Linked DNA regions of Mus musculus: region 1 is linked to region 2. The links are chromatin contacts, called in public HiChIP or PLAC-seq maps. All regions are on one chromosome and are shown on one strand. The core of a region is the stretch at or near the end of the contact, and the rest is flanking DNA. Distances in the headings are between cores, read along the strand shown.

Region 1 (5,689 bases), core at 2,251-4,750, 810 kb before region 2:
ATTAAGGCTAAGTGACAACAAGACCAGTTAATTCAACAGTCTGAATGAGTCCTCTATACCAGCTACCCTACAATACCGTTCCTATTTCTCACATTGGTGTCAACAGAAAGAGATGGTTTTCTGTGTTGCTGATGTGGTGGTTTGAATGAGAATGGCCCCTCTATGCTTGTAGGTTAGAATAATTGGTGCCCAGTTGTTAGAACTTTCATGGGGTTCAGATTTTAAGGCTTCAAAAGTTTCCTCCATTCCCAATACCCCTCCCCACTCTCTCTATCTTTTCATCCCCTTCTTCCCTCTCTCCTTCCATCCCTCACTCCTGCTGCTTGCAGTATGAGATGTAAACTCTCAGCTGTTTCTGCCACCATGCCTTTCCTCTCTCAACATGGACTCTGACCCCCTGAAAGTGTAAGGCTAATTACATGCTTTCTTTTATAAGTAGCCTTGGCCGAGGTGTCTTATCACAGCAACAGAATAACAACTAAGATGATAACCAAGCAGTTAAGCCTCAGAGGTCATGAGGAACCTACCCAAGACCATATAGTTAGTAAATAACTGTTGGTGTGAGAACCTGGTCCCCTGCTCTGTAGACTGTCTTCAGTCAGTGCACACCACATTATCAGATACCTTTGCTGAACTCAACATGGAGTGCATGAATCGTCAAGGAACAGGGACACGATATCAAGGGGAGGAACAAACATGGTTCTGAAATAAGACAAACCTGCATTCGGTGTATACACATGCCTCTTATGGCTTGTAAGGCCTTGGGCAAATTCCTACACATTTTGGTATCTTAATAGTCTTGCTTTAAAGCCACAACCTCAAAAATAAATCTATAAAACCACTTATCTTGGAGGGTGTCTGTGAGGATTAAATGCAATGATAAATAACAAGAAAGGCGTCAGGTATATGGCAGGCATTTCGCCAAACAGAGCTGTGCCTCTCCTTTGTTGATGCAGATCATTGAGACATTCCCCCTCCCTCCTTCCTGTTGCTCGTATAAAGTTCTAAGTCGGGGGCAGAGACACACCTGCAGAAGGGCCTTTCCAGCATCTGTTGCTGCTACCGTACTGTAAAGGCAAACGCAGGCATTGCTCAGAGACATGAAGGCCATTGAGGAGAGATGGGAAAGTCAACTAGAAAGCCAGGCTTTCAGAGGTGGCTTAACAGTTCCCTCAGGTAGGAAAGCTTTTCCAAAACAGAGCCCCTTTTGTGTGTCAGTTTTGTATTTACATGTTTTCCTGCCCGCACACAGATGCAGTTGCTTCTATGGCAAAGAAGTGTTGGCTTATCCAAATAAATGCTGACATTCAGGCAGCCTGAAACCCTCATTTTTTTTCTTTCTGTATGCTGGCCAATTGCTCCAGGACATGACATAGCTGATGGTGTAAAGGGTCACATTTAGCTCACCTTTATTAAACATTTCCATCAATTCCCTCTACTCAGCATTTCATTAATTCTGCAATGAAAATCTTTTGAGGGCTGGGGATATAATCCACTTGCCAAGAATCCACAAGGCCCTGGATTCAATCCCCAACACTACAAAAGAAGAAAGAAACTTCATGGGGGGAAAAAAACAAAAACAAAAGATGATTATTTGTTTTGATACAAATGAGGAAACAGAGATTGAAAGCATTAAATGTCAGTACAATATCACATAATGGGAATATTGGTAAGATTTCAACTGATTTTCTTTTTCATTCGTTCACAAACATATTTACTGAAAATCTACTTTGCACTGGTTTTATCTGCTTCTAAATCTAAATGTTCATTTTGTACCTGATTTTGCTTGTTAAATCAGTAACAGCATATTCAGTAATTTTGTAATATTCTCTCAGATTCTGAAAGCCATTTGGCTACAACAAGAGGCACCCGTGACTCTAAGAAGATAATCGGGCTAGTGGGTATGACCAGCAAAGTGTCCACATACCTCCATCTCAAAGCCGGGTGCTTGTGTGTAGAAGGGCTCCACAGCCCTTCTCTCTCAAGCACTGCATGCAGTCAGCTGTGCTTGGCTGCTTAGGAAACTTGACAACGACACACCTGAGAAGACTCATTAGAAAGTAGGAAAGAAGTTTGTCAGGAGCCAAAAAGCTAATAACTAACAGGTGATCTTCCTGAAACTGAGACCAGGGAAGTTAAGTTCGCCGCCTACACTAACAGAAAAAGCCTCGTCTTCAAAAGTGCCTTGCTGTTAGATAGGGGCATGGTCCTTTTCAGTACACTGGCAGTTAGGTGACGCCTTTCTTCATCTCCACAATTTGGAAGCAGATGGTAAGTGGGTAAATACTTTATCTATTGTTGTGACCTAATATGTCTGACAAGAATCAGCTTATATGAAAGGGTTTATTTTGCCTTCCATTTAAGAACAGATAGAGTCCATCATAGCCACAAAGTCGTGTAGGCCAGAGTACGAGGAAGCTCTGAACCAGCAGTGGACCCCAGCTACCAAACTTCAAGGCCTGTTCCCAGTTACTGCTTCCTCTAGTAAGGTTAGCCCCCTAAAGGTTCTAAGCCCTTCCAGAGTGGAGCCACCAGCTAGTAACCAATTGTCTAAACACAAATACCTGTGGGGGACACATTTAAACCATAATAATTCTATCACGGGGAAATCAATTTAAGTTGTAAAGTTCAATAGGGCTTTAGAAATGCCCACAGCTGGATGGGGCAGGTACGCACCCCTGAAGTCTCAGCACTCAACAGGATGGCTCCAAGTAGGAGGCCAGCTAGAGCTGACAGAGAGTACAAGTCAGCAGGTACTGTATGGCTTTGTAACAAGACCCTATCTCGAAGGAAGGAAGGAAGGAAGGAAGGGAGGGAGGGAGGGAGGGAGGGAGGGAGGGAGGGAGGGAGGGAGGGTAGGAAGGAAGGAAGGAAGGAAGGAAGGAAGGAAGGAAGGAAGGAAGGAAGGAAGGAGAAAATCCAATGACCAAGTTCATGTCACTGATGATTGACAGAATCACCATTTGAGCCTGGCTTTCTTGTCTCTGCAGTGTACACTCTGATTAGTCAAGATGAGCAAATGTTTTCTTAGGGGAACAAACGATCTTCAGATCTCAAGGCTCCCAATAAGAAAGGTCGAATTCCAATTCCAGCAGTGAGGGAGGAGAATTTTTGAGAGCAAGGTCTAGTGGCATAGATGTAAAAAACGCTGTAATGAAATCCATTACATTATATGCTAACCTATAAACTTAATTGAAAAGAAAGATAAGGACAGTATCCATGGTGGCTGCACCCCACTTCGTGAAATTTACTTCGGAACCCCCTGCCCCAGCAGTCTTCAAGCTGCATCAGGAACACTGCCAAGTCAAGCCCACCCCACCTCTCTGCCCCTATGCCATCTGATAGATGGTGGCTTTCTCTCTCAGCTCATCGCTCAAAGCCAGTTGCACAGCCTTGTCCACATAAAATAAGCCAAGGCGAGTTGTCCTTCCACAGGGAGGAACCCACTGAGGAGGCAAAGCTTTTAATTACATCACTGTGATAATGTATAACTGGGCTTGAGATTTCTTTCCTTGTACCTTGCACTGATTAAGCAATATTTCTTGTGTGATCAGACAAGTGGTCATCTTAAATAATGCAAGCATGAAATCATTAAATAACTTCACTATTCTAAAAAGGAGCCATTTCAAATTATGCCCGATGAATTATAAGCCTTCTGCATATGCAAAGAAAGCAACTTTTATTCTGGAAATAAACTTTCTGTTTCTGGCAGGAGACATGGATAGCAACGCTGCCTTGCTCAGTGAATGGGTGTCAGGGTGTCATATTTGAATGTGTAATGAGTAAACATTGGCAGAAACTCCCTTTACCATGTGACTTCAAAACAAACAGCAGTCAGCGGGGAACTACCAGCTGTGTGTGCAGGAAAAAAAAAAAAGGCATTTAGACACACTCCCTTATTGAAGCAAAAAAGTCCCTGTCTGCCATCACCTCCTCCTTCAAAACATGCAGGGCATAAATGACTTGTCACAAGGACTCAAGTACAAAGCCCCACCCCTGGAAAGTCCTCCTGGCAAGGCCATTGAAACAAAGTTCATGGGAACACAGAAGTAAGACATAAAATAGAGTCCAGGCATTTACAGAATCTTGCCTTCCCTTAAATCAACTGGTAGTTTCAAGGTGGGTGGAGAGAGCATCTAGCAGGAAGTTTCAAGTAGAGGTTTCTAACATAGGCTGCTGTGGCACCCTCTGCCATTCTGAGACATTCTGATGGCAAGGAAAAGCAAGTCCATTTTCTTAAATACAAAACGAAAGAGAAAGGCAGTCTACTTCATACAGTAAACTTCCACCACAAACAGCCTCTTCTCCATTCCTGCTGCCGCCAAAGAACACGCTTGACCTTGGAGCAAGAAACTTGTCTCCTGCTAGGAAGTCTACACCTGAAAATCAATTCCTTAAAACTTTCTGGCCCTGCCTCGGGTCCAGATTTATAGGGGAATGAGGGGCTAGGGAGACAGCTCTCCCTTAGACTCTGAAAAGATCACAGAAGGGAAAACCCATAAAACAGCAATACTCTTTAGTCATGAACACATGACACATGCACCAGGATAAGGAAGGATCTTTGCCAAACATTACATCTCACATTAAACTATTAAATGGTTCCATTCTGAACCGCCAGAGACTATAACAGCATTCTGGTTAATAAAACAAAAAACAAAAACAAACAAACAAAAACCAAAACAAAACAGAAAACCAGCCAGGGTGAATAGCAACGATCCCTGAGTAAGTCTCTGTTTTTTGTTCTTGCTTATCTTCTCTGGTAAACAGTGTGGCTCGCTGCTGCCTTCTCTAGCTACTTATTATAGAAAGAGTACACGGTCAGGGTGCATGTGGAGACATGTGGAATCTTTAGAGTGTAATAAGGCAAACAAATTTATCTATAGGCCTCGAGTGCTGAGCAGTAGGAGATATCACCACTGGAAAATATACGGCTTTGCTTTGAGGAAAATGTGTCTGGTCTTTGTACACGGTCAAAATGTTTAGAAGGGTGGTTTGGAGATCAATGGTTAACTTGAAATCTATTCTAGAACACAGCTCTCTTCTTATCCACAACCTTTTGGCTCCTTTGGCAGCAGGATCAAATGGTTAACAGAGGCCTGGAACCAGCAGATGTAAATGAAGTACATCTAAAAAAAGAGCTACATATATTCACAATTATTATCTACACACACACACGTACATGTGGAGGTATAAGCATCATATTGGAGATAAACAGATGTGTGTGGGAAGACATAGAAAACTACACATTCAGAAAGAACTCAGCTTTCACATGCTTCTTAGCCTGTACTGTATACAATTGTATACAAATAAAAAAAATGGATGCTCAGGCATAACTAAGAAAAATTTAACTGCCAAAATTATTTTAGAAAGCCATTTAGCAGTATACATGAAAAAAAAATTAGAGATTGCATGGTGTTTTCCAATCTGTAATTCCTCTCCCTGGCAACTCTCACAAATCAGTGGCATGGAAGGCATTTATAAAAGGACACTAATGTGAGACATTTATTTAATGAGAGGGGAGAGAGAGAGAGAGAGAGAGAGAGAGAGAGAAGAGGCGAGGCAATGTCAATTCATGGTAAATGTGGGAGCGGGTTATACTTCATCCTCACAGTGTATAATCAGAGCTGGGCTCAGCTGAGATAAAGGGCTGATTTTGAGGGGTTTCTGTTATGCTCACTTTTGAGTGATG
Region 2 (6,352 bases), core at 1,169-3,668:
CTCCAACAAGGCCACACCTCCAAATAGTGCCACTCCCTGGACTGGGCATACTCAAACCACCACAATTCCCTACACAGAACAAAAGGACAGCACTTTTCCTCTTCAATTCCTATGTCTTGGTCACTCATAGAAATTTCTCCAAGGTTCTCATGATAGACCTGTCCTTGCATATAGTTCCAGAACAGGGTATTGTGGACTGTGAAGATTTTATGTCTTCATAAGTATTGTATTATGAAGTTAGAAGAATCTGTGCAGGGACATGATAACCACACACAGGCTTTAACTACATTCAACTTTTGTAATTATTAAATCTGCTTCCCTTAAGTCTGTCGTTTGCAAATCCGGTTACCATATCTTTGTTTTCATTCAAACTCACAGTGAAAAATATTTGAATAAGTCTGGGTCATGGAGAAAGCCCTCACACAGATGACTAAGAATCTTTCCATTGAGCTGACACTGCCCCGCTGATTAGTCCACAGTGTTTGGGGAAGGTATTTCCTGATTCCCTACTTTGTATCCCTACTTTGCAGCTGAGGTCACCTAACCTCCATTTATGAACTTGGCCTCATATTCATACAGGAACAATACTAGGAATTGGAAGGTCTCCACATACAACTCTAGAATTCAGCGTTGGGTCAGGACCCCTCCAAGAGAACACTGGCCCTCATGCAATAGATAACAGCCAAGTTCTTGCCCTGGGGCCCTCTAAATTACTCTGTCCATGTACTGGCTAGTTTTGTGTCAACTTGACACAGCTGGAGTTACCACAGAGAAAGGAGCTTCAGTTGAGGAAATGCCTCCATGAGATCCAGCTGTAAGGCATTTTCTCAATTAGTGATCAAAGGGGAAAGGCCCCTTGTGGGTGGGACCATCTCTGGACTGGCAGTCTTGGGTTCTATAAGAGAGTAGGCTGAGCAAGCCAGGGGAAGCAAGCCAGTAAAGAACATCTCTCCATGGCCTCTGCATCAGCTCCTGCTTCCTGACCTGCTTGAGTTCCAGTCCTGACTTCCTTGGTGATAAACAGCACTATGGTATTGTAAGCTGAATAAACCATTTCCTCCCCAACTTGCTTCTTGGTCATGATGTTTGTGCAGGAATAGAAACCCTGACTAAGACAGTCCATAAACATTGTTTTTCTTTTTAATCCATGTTATCTTATGGCTGGAGCACACTAAAGGGTGTTCAATCTTGAGGTCCTTTAATGTAGCCCCTGGGTACATTGTGACCCCCTGGGCATTAGACATTAACATTAGAACAGCAGTTCTCAACCTACGGGGTCATGACCCCTTTGGGGTTGACTGTGACTCTCAGGAAACACAAATATTTACATTATGGTTCATAACAGTGACAAAATTACAGTTAGGAAGCAGCAATGAAAATAACTTTATAGTTGTGGCCACCACAGCATGAGGAACTGTATTAAAAGGGTCACAGTGTTAGGAAGGTTGAGAACCACTACATTAGAAGCCTGTAACATGGTGGGTCTTCTGTCAACTGACTGACCCTGCCCTTTCATGATTTGCACCTGATTTTAGCCACACTGTCCATATTTATGGTGTGTTCTAACATTGTTATTAAACTATGCTCCTTTATACTCTTTATTTTGTGGCCCACTACCTATTGGGATCTGTCATAATATCATATTATAATATATGTATGTATGTATGTATGTATATAGAGAGTAAATATACATAGTATATAATAGATATACATAATATACATAGTATATAATATATATAATATATAGTACATAATAATATAGTACATATACATAATATATACGTATAATATATAGTACATAATAATATAGTACATATACATAATGTATACATATATAATATATAGTATATATAGTACATATACATAATATATGTAGTATAGGTAATATATATAGGCCTATAACAATTATAGGCATACCACTGTTCTCCCAGCCTTACTCTTTATTGAACATGTAAAAAAAAAAAAAAAAAAAAAGAACAAGCCTTATTCTGCATACATTGTCTTCCTGTTCAACTCTTGGCCTCTTGTAGTCACCAGTTACCTCTCTGTATGCAGATTGTGGTAATAATAATAATGTTAATAATAAATTCTATGTTTTTATACAGTACATACAAATGATTGTGAATATGATGTAGAATAATTTGGTCAATTATCATGGTTTTCAGCTCTAATATGTACTTTTTCTTTCTAGTGAAAAATATCTGACTTTTACATTTACCTAACAATGTGTTTATTTATCCACTTGCTTACTAATTGATTTTTGAGACAGGGTCTCATGCTGGCCACAACCTTGTCAAACTTGCTGCGTACATAACCGAGGCTGGCCTTGAAATTCCAGCCTTCCTGTTTCCACAAGTGCTGGGATTATAGGTGTATTAGTCAGAGCTCTCTAGAGGAACGGAATGGATGGAATGAGTGCATACCACAGAGATTTACTAGATCAGCTTACACTGTAGGAACTGGGTAGCAAGACAACAGCCATGCATAGATCCAAGAGGCTAACAACTGATAGCTGTTGAGTCAAAGAAGCTGAGGTTCCAGCAACCCTCTATGTGGTGATGAAAGCCTGGAGGATTCTGTCCATGTTGGAAGACTGGATGAGCTGGGCTTTGATGGAGTAGATAGAAGCCCCAGTGAGGAGAGAGGCCACCAAGCAAAAGCGATATCCTTTCCCCCTTCTCCTTTCTATCTGTCCTGCCACAGAAGGTGTTGCCCGCTGGGTGGGGGCGGGGTGGTGCATGCCTCCTCTCTCACTGTATCCTTCCAGGAAATAGCCTCACACCCACCCAGAATTGTGACTTTCAATTGATCCCAGATCCTACTGCGTTGACAACCAAGATAAACCATTACAATGGGTGCAATAGTGTTCTCAAAACCTTACTCTGCAAAGAACACATAAAGACAAAGAACAAGCCTTATTCTGCATGTTTAACTGTTGTCTCTCCTTAAACTCTTAACCACATATATGCAGATTGTGCTAATTCCCGCATATTCTGTCTTTGTGTGCCTTGCTTCCTTTATGTAGTAAAACCCTCTCCAGGTCCATCCAAGTTGTCACAAATGACAACTTGGAATTTCTTTCTGAGGTTTTGCCGCAGGACCTTTCAGAGGCTGTGCTTGTCAACCAGTTCTCTCCTCGCCCAGTTTCTTGTCTTTCTTCATCATTACATCTTCCTCAACCATTCTGAGTCTTGACTAAAACTATCACAGCTCAGCTGATATTTGATCAGCTGTTTGCTAAAGCCCCACATTTGATGTCTACTACTTTCCCTAGCAAGAAATTCACTGATTTTCCAGAATAAAATGTGTGTCTTGACATGGGTGGTTTTACTGATTACAAAATAGGTCCCAATTTTTTTTCTTTTATCCATATGCTTGTGTATGAGGTATTGATCCATTACCCAGAATGGCTTTACCTGGTTATGGAGAGTCCAATATCAGTCTTTAAGGGAAAAAAAGAGATTTAAAAAAACCCCACCAATTTATTCACCAAACTATTCAAAAGAAGATAAGTTTATGATCTAACACAACAAGAAATCTGTGCTGTGGTGGACTCAGGTGGGCATTTTTATTCCATAGCTCAATCTTATTATCAAAAACTTATCTCTTTTCCTAACTTTTGCTCTGCTGTCTTTACCACGGTAACCATGTCCTGGGGGGGGGGGGGGGGTCTAAGAATCATGCCCAAGTTAAAAGTGCTGCTTTTTCTAGTGAGTCTTTGTTTGTTTGTTTTAAGACTTGGTCTTCCTCCAGCCCTGGCTGTCCTGGAACACATTCTAAAGACCAAACTGCCCTCGAACTCACAGACATCCACCTGCCTCTGCCTCCTGAGTACTAGGATCAAAAGTGAGCACTACTACACATAGCTAAGTCTCTTAGGAGTGTAGAAACCTTTTCAGAAGCCAACACACACACACGCACACGCGCACACGCGCACATTTTATGTCAAAAAACCCCAAAACCAGGCTGGAGATACAGCACAGTAGTAGAAGAACATTTGCCCTGAGTTCCAGCTCTGGTGTCAGAAAAATAGCGTTCCAAACAAATCTACACTCTCCTACCCGCAAGCTTAGATCCGTATTTAATCGCTGAGACATATACGGGAAGGATGGGCAAACTCTTAACGTTGGGTCTTTCCCACATAGAGAAAGTGAGTGGGGGTTCTCAGACAGGCATTGCATGGGTTGCCTCATGGGGCGAGGGACACATCCCTCATTCAGACGGCTGAAATATCTTTGAAGACTGTTGCCGATTAAGATCCACTCAAACAGCGTACATTTTTATTTATTTTAAATAGCCCAAGAAGAGTTGTGTCTAAAATAAAGGTAAATGAAATCACCTCTAAAACGTCCACCCAGCTGCTCATTGCTTCTCCCCCACCCCCCACCCCCCTCCGCTGGGGAAATTGCTTGCAGTGGATATTGAGCTTTGAATGCAGAGGAGGCAAAAGCGCACAGTTGCTGATCTGTGAGCATGCCCCCAAACAGCACAGTTGTGGGAAAGCAAATCACAGGGATTCTAGCTACGGAGAGCCCAGAACTAGGACAGACATATTCTCAGCCTCTTACACCCTCAGCCCCTCCGTAAACAATCGAACGGAAGCTAACAATGGACATACCGCCTTGGGGTTAGGAAAGCAAAAGCAGTTTAGCTGACTGGTTCCCCGTCCCCTGCAGGAAATGTGCTCTTTTGTGTATTTTGGGGTTAAAGCAGAGGATTGTGTTAAATGGGGCAACAAATTAAATGTGCATGTCAGGGCTGCAAAGGAAGGAGTCTTGCAGGAAAGTGAACCTGACTCCCATGTCAACGAGCGCGGTAACATCACTGCAGTGTTGTCTGGGGAATGGTTGGAACGATATAGGACCCAGATGGTTCCACCCGAAGGAATCCTGAGCTCTCAGAACTCAGGAATGGAAGAGAGAGGAACTGAGAGAGACAGGGAACAGACTATCTTTGTGGCAGTCAAGGTATTTGCACCTGGAGGTCATAATCAGCCACTGTCCTCTGTTTTGTGGCAGGACCAAGAGGGAGAAGCAGTTGAGGGCAGGGGATGCTGCATGCAGGGGTGGGTGGGTGGGGGCGTGGGGTCTTGACCCTCACAACTGAGCAACTGGTTGAATTTGAGGATCAAGAAAGAAGAGCTGCCGAGGGCCATGGTGTCCAGCTCAAATCCCAGCATGGAGGAGGTGCGGAAGGAATCAGAAATTCAGGGTCATCCTCAACTATATAGGGAGGTCGAGGCTAGCCTGGACCTCATGATACTATTGCAAAAGACAGACAGAAAGAAAGGAAGGAAAAGGGAGGAGGAAAAAGGAAGGTATGAGAAAAAAATGTTACATTTTTGGTAATAACACGAAGCAAGGACTGTAAAAAAAAGGATACTACGCTGTGCATTCAATACTACTGCATTTCTTACTTTTCCTAGTATTTTCCTAGTACTTTGTTTGTTTTTTCGAGACAGGGTTTCTCTGTGTAGCCCTGGCTGTCCTGGAACTCATTCTGTAGACCAGGCTGGCCTCGAACTCAGAAATCCACCTGCCTCTGCCTCCCAAGTGCTCAGATTAAAGGCATGCGCCACCATGCCCAGCTTCCAGTATTTCTGTTATGTACAGCACTCAACATTTTATAACCATGGAAACAGAGGCTTTTATATAGTCTGTTTAGTAAAGGTTAGACGTGAGATCAAGTATATATATATATATATAGGATACACATATACGATATACATATACATCTAGATTTACATATACATATGACCGTCTTGATAGAGCCCAGGCTGGTCTCAAGCCCGTGATTTTTCAGACCTCTGTCTCCCCAGCCCAGGACTGCAGGTATGTGCTCTTTCTTGCCTTGCCTTTCTGGTGAAACGCTGGCAGATGTGTTTCCAAGCAGCAGTACTGAGTTTTGAGTATCAGTAGGACATTTGACTAAAGGTGCCTAGCAGGTCACAGGAAATGAAATCGAGGTTCAGGAAATGATGCAGGTTAGAGGGACAAGTCCAGAGTCATTAGTTAAAAACTGCGAGCTAAACTGTGAGACTACCCTTACTTTGTCTGGATTTGTCTAGTTCAGTTCTGTTGGGTGGATCTCTTTAGGCATGCCAAGTATCAGGAACTTAAAAAAAAAAAAAAAAAAAAAAAAGTAACTGGGTGCAGACGCACACTCCAGTAATCACAGCAGTCAGAGGGGTGGGGCAGGAGGATTACTTTCAGTTCAGTCCAGGGGAATTTGACCCTCTACACTGAGGAATCTTTATCCTTGCTTTGTATCCTCCTCGCCACTGTTAGCTGCTGATTTACCTCAGCCTTGAGTAAGTTGCGCTATCTTCTGATCTCAGTTAGTGGGTGTGTTA

What was found. HiChIP or PLAC-seq counts read pairs in DNA pulled down with a chosen protein or histone mark.
Region 1: a contact with region 2 is called in a FOXA1 HiChIP or PLAC-seq map of pancreatic cancer cells. The contact joins two enhancer-like sites.

What each region holds. Positions count from the first base shown.
Region 1 is chr10:96,689,307-96,694,995 of GRCm38.p6, reverse strand. No RefSeq gene overlaps it. Among named protein-coding and RNA genes, the nearest start is that of Gm33897, 24 kb to the left of the region's middle. Within about 2 kb of position 3,500, at least 137 of the 459 cell types and tissues checked have an H3K27ac peak or open chromatin away from gene starts, as enhancers often do. A contact at or near this core is called in pancreatic cancer cells, where this site is marked.
Region 2 is chr10:95,880,382-95,886,733 of GRCm38.p6, reverse strand. The region is part of intron 3 of Gm33377 (a long non-coding RNA gene); the gene reads right to left. Among named protein-coding and RNA genes, the nearest start is that of Gm24433, 15 kb to the left of the region's middle. Within about 2 kb of position 2,418, at least 33 of the 459 cell types and tissues checked have an H3K27ac peak or open chromatin away from gene starts, as enhancers often do. A contact at or near this core is called in pancreatic cancer cells, where this site is marked.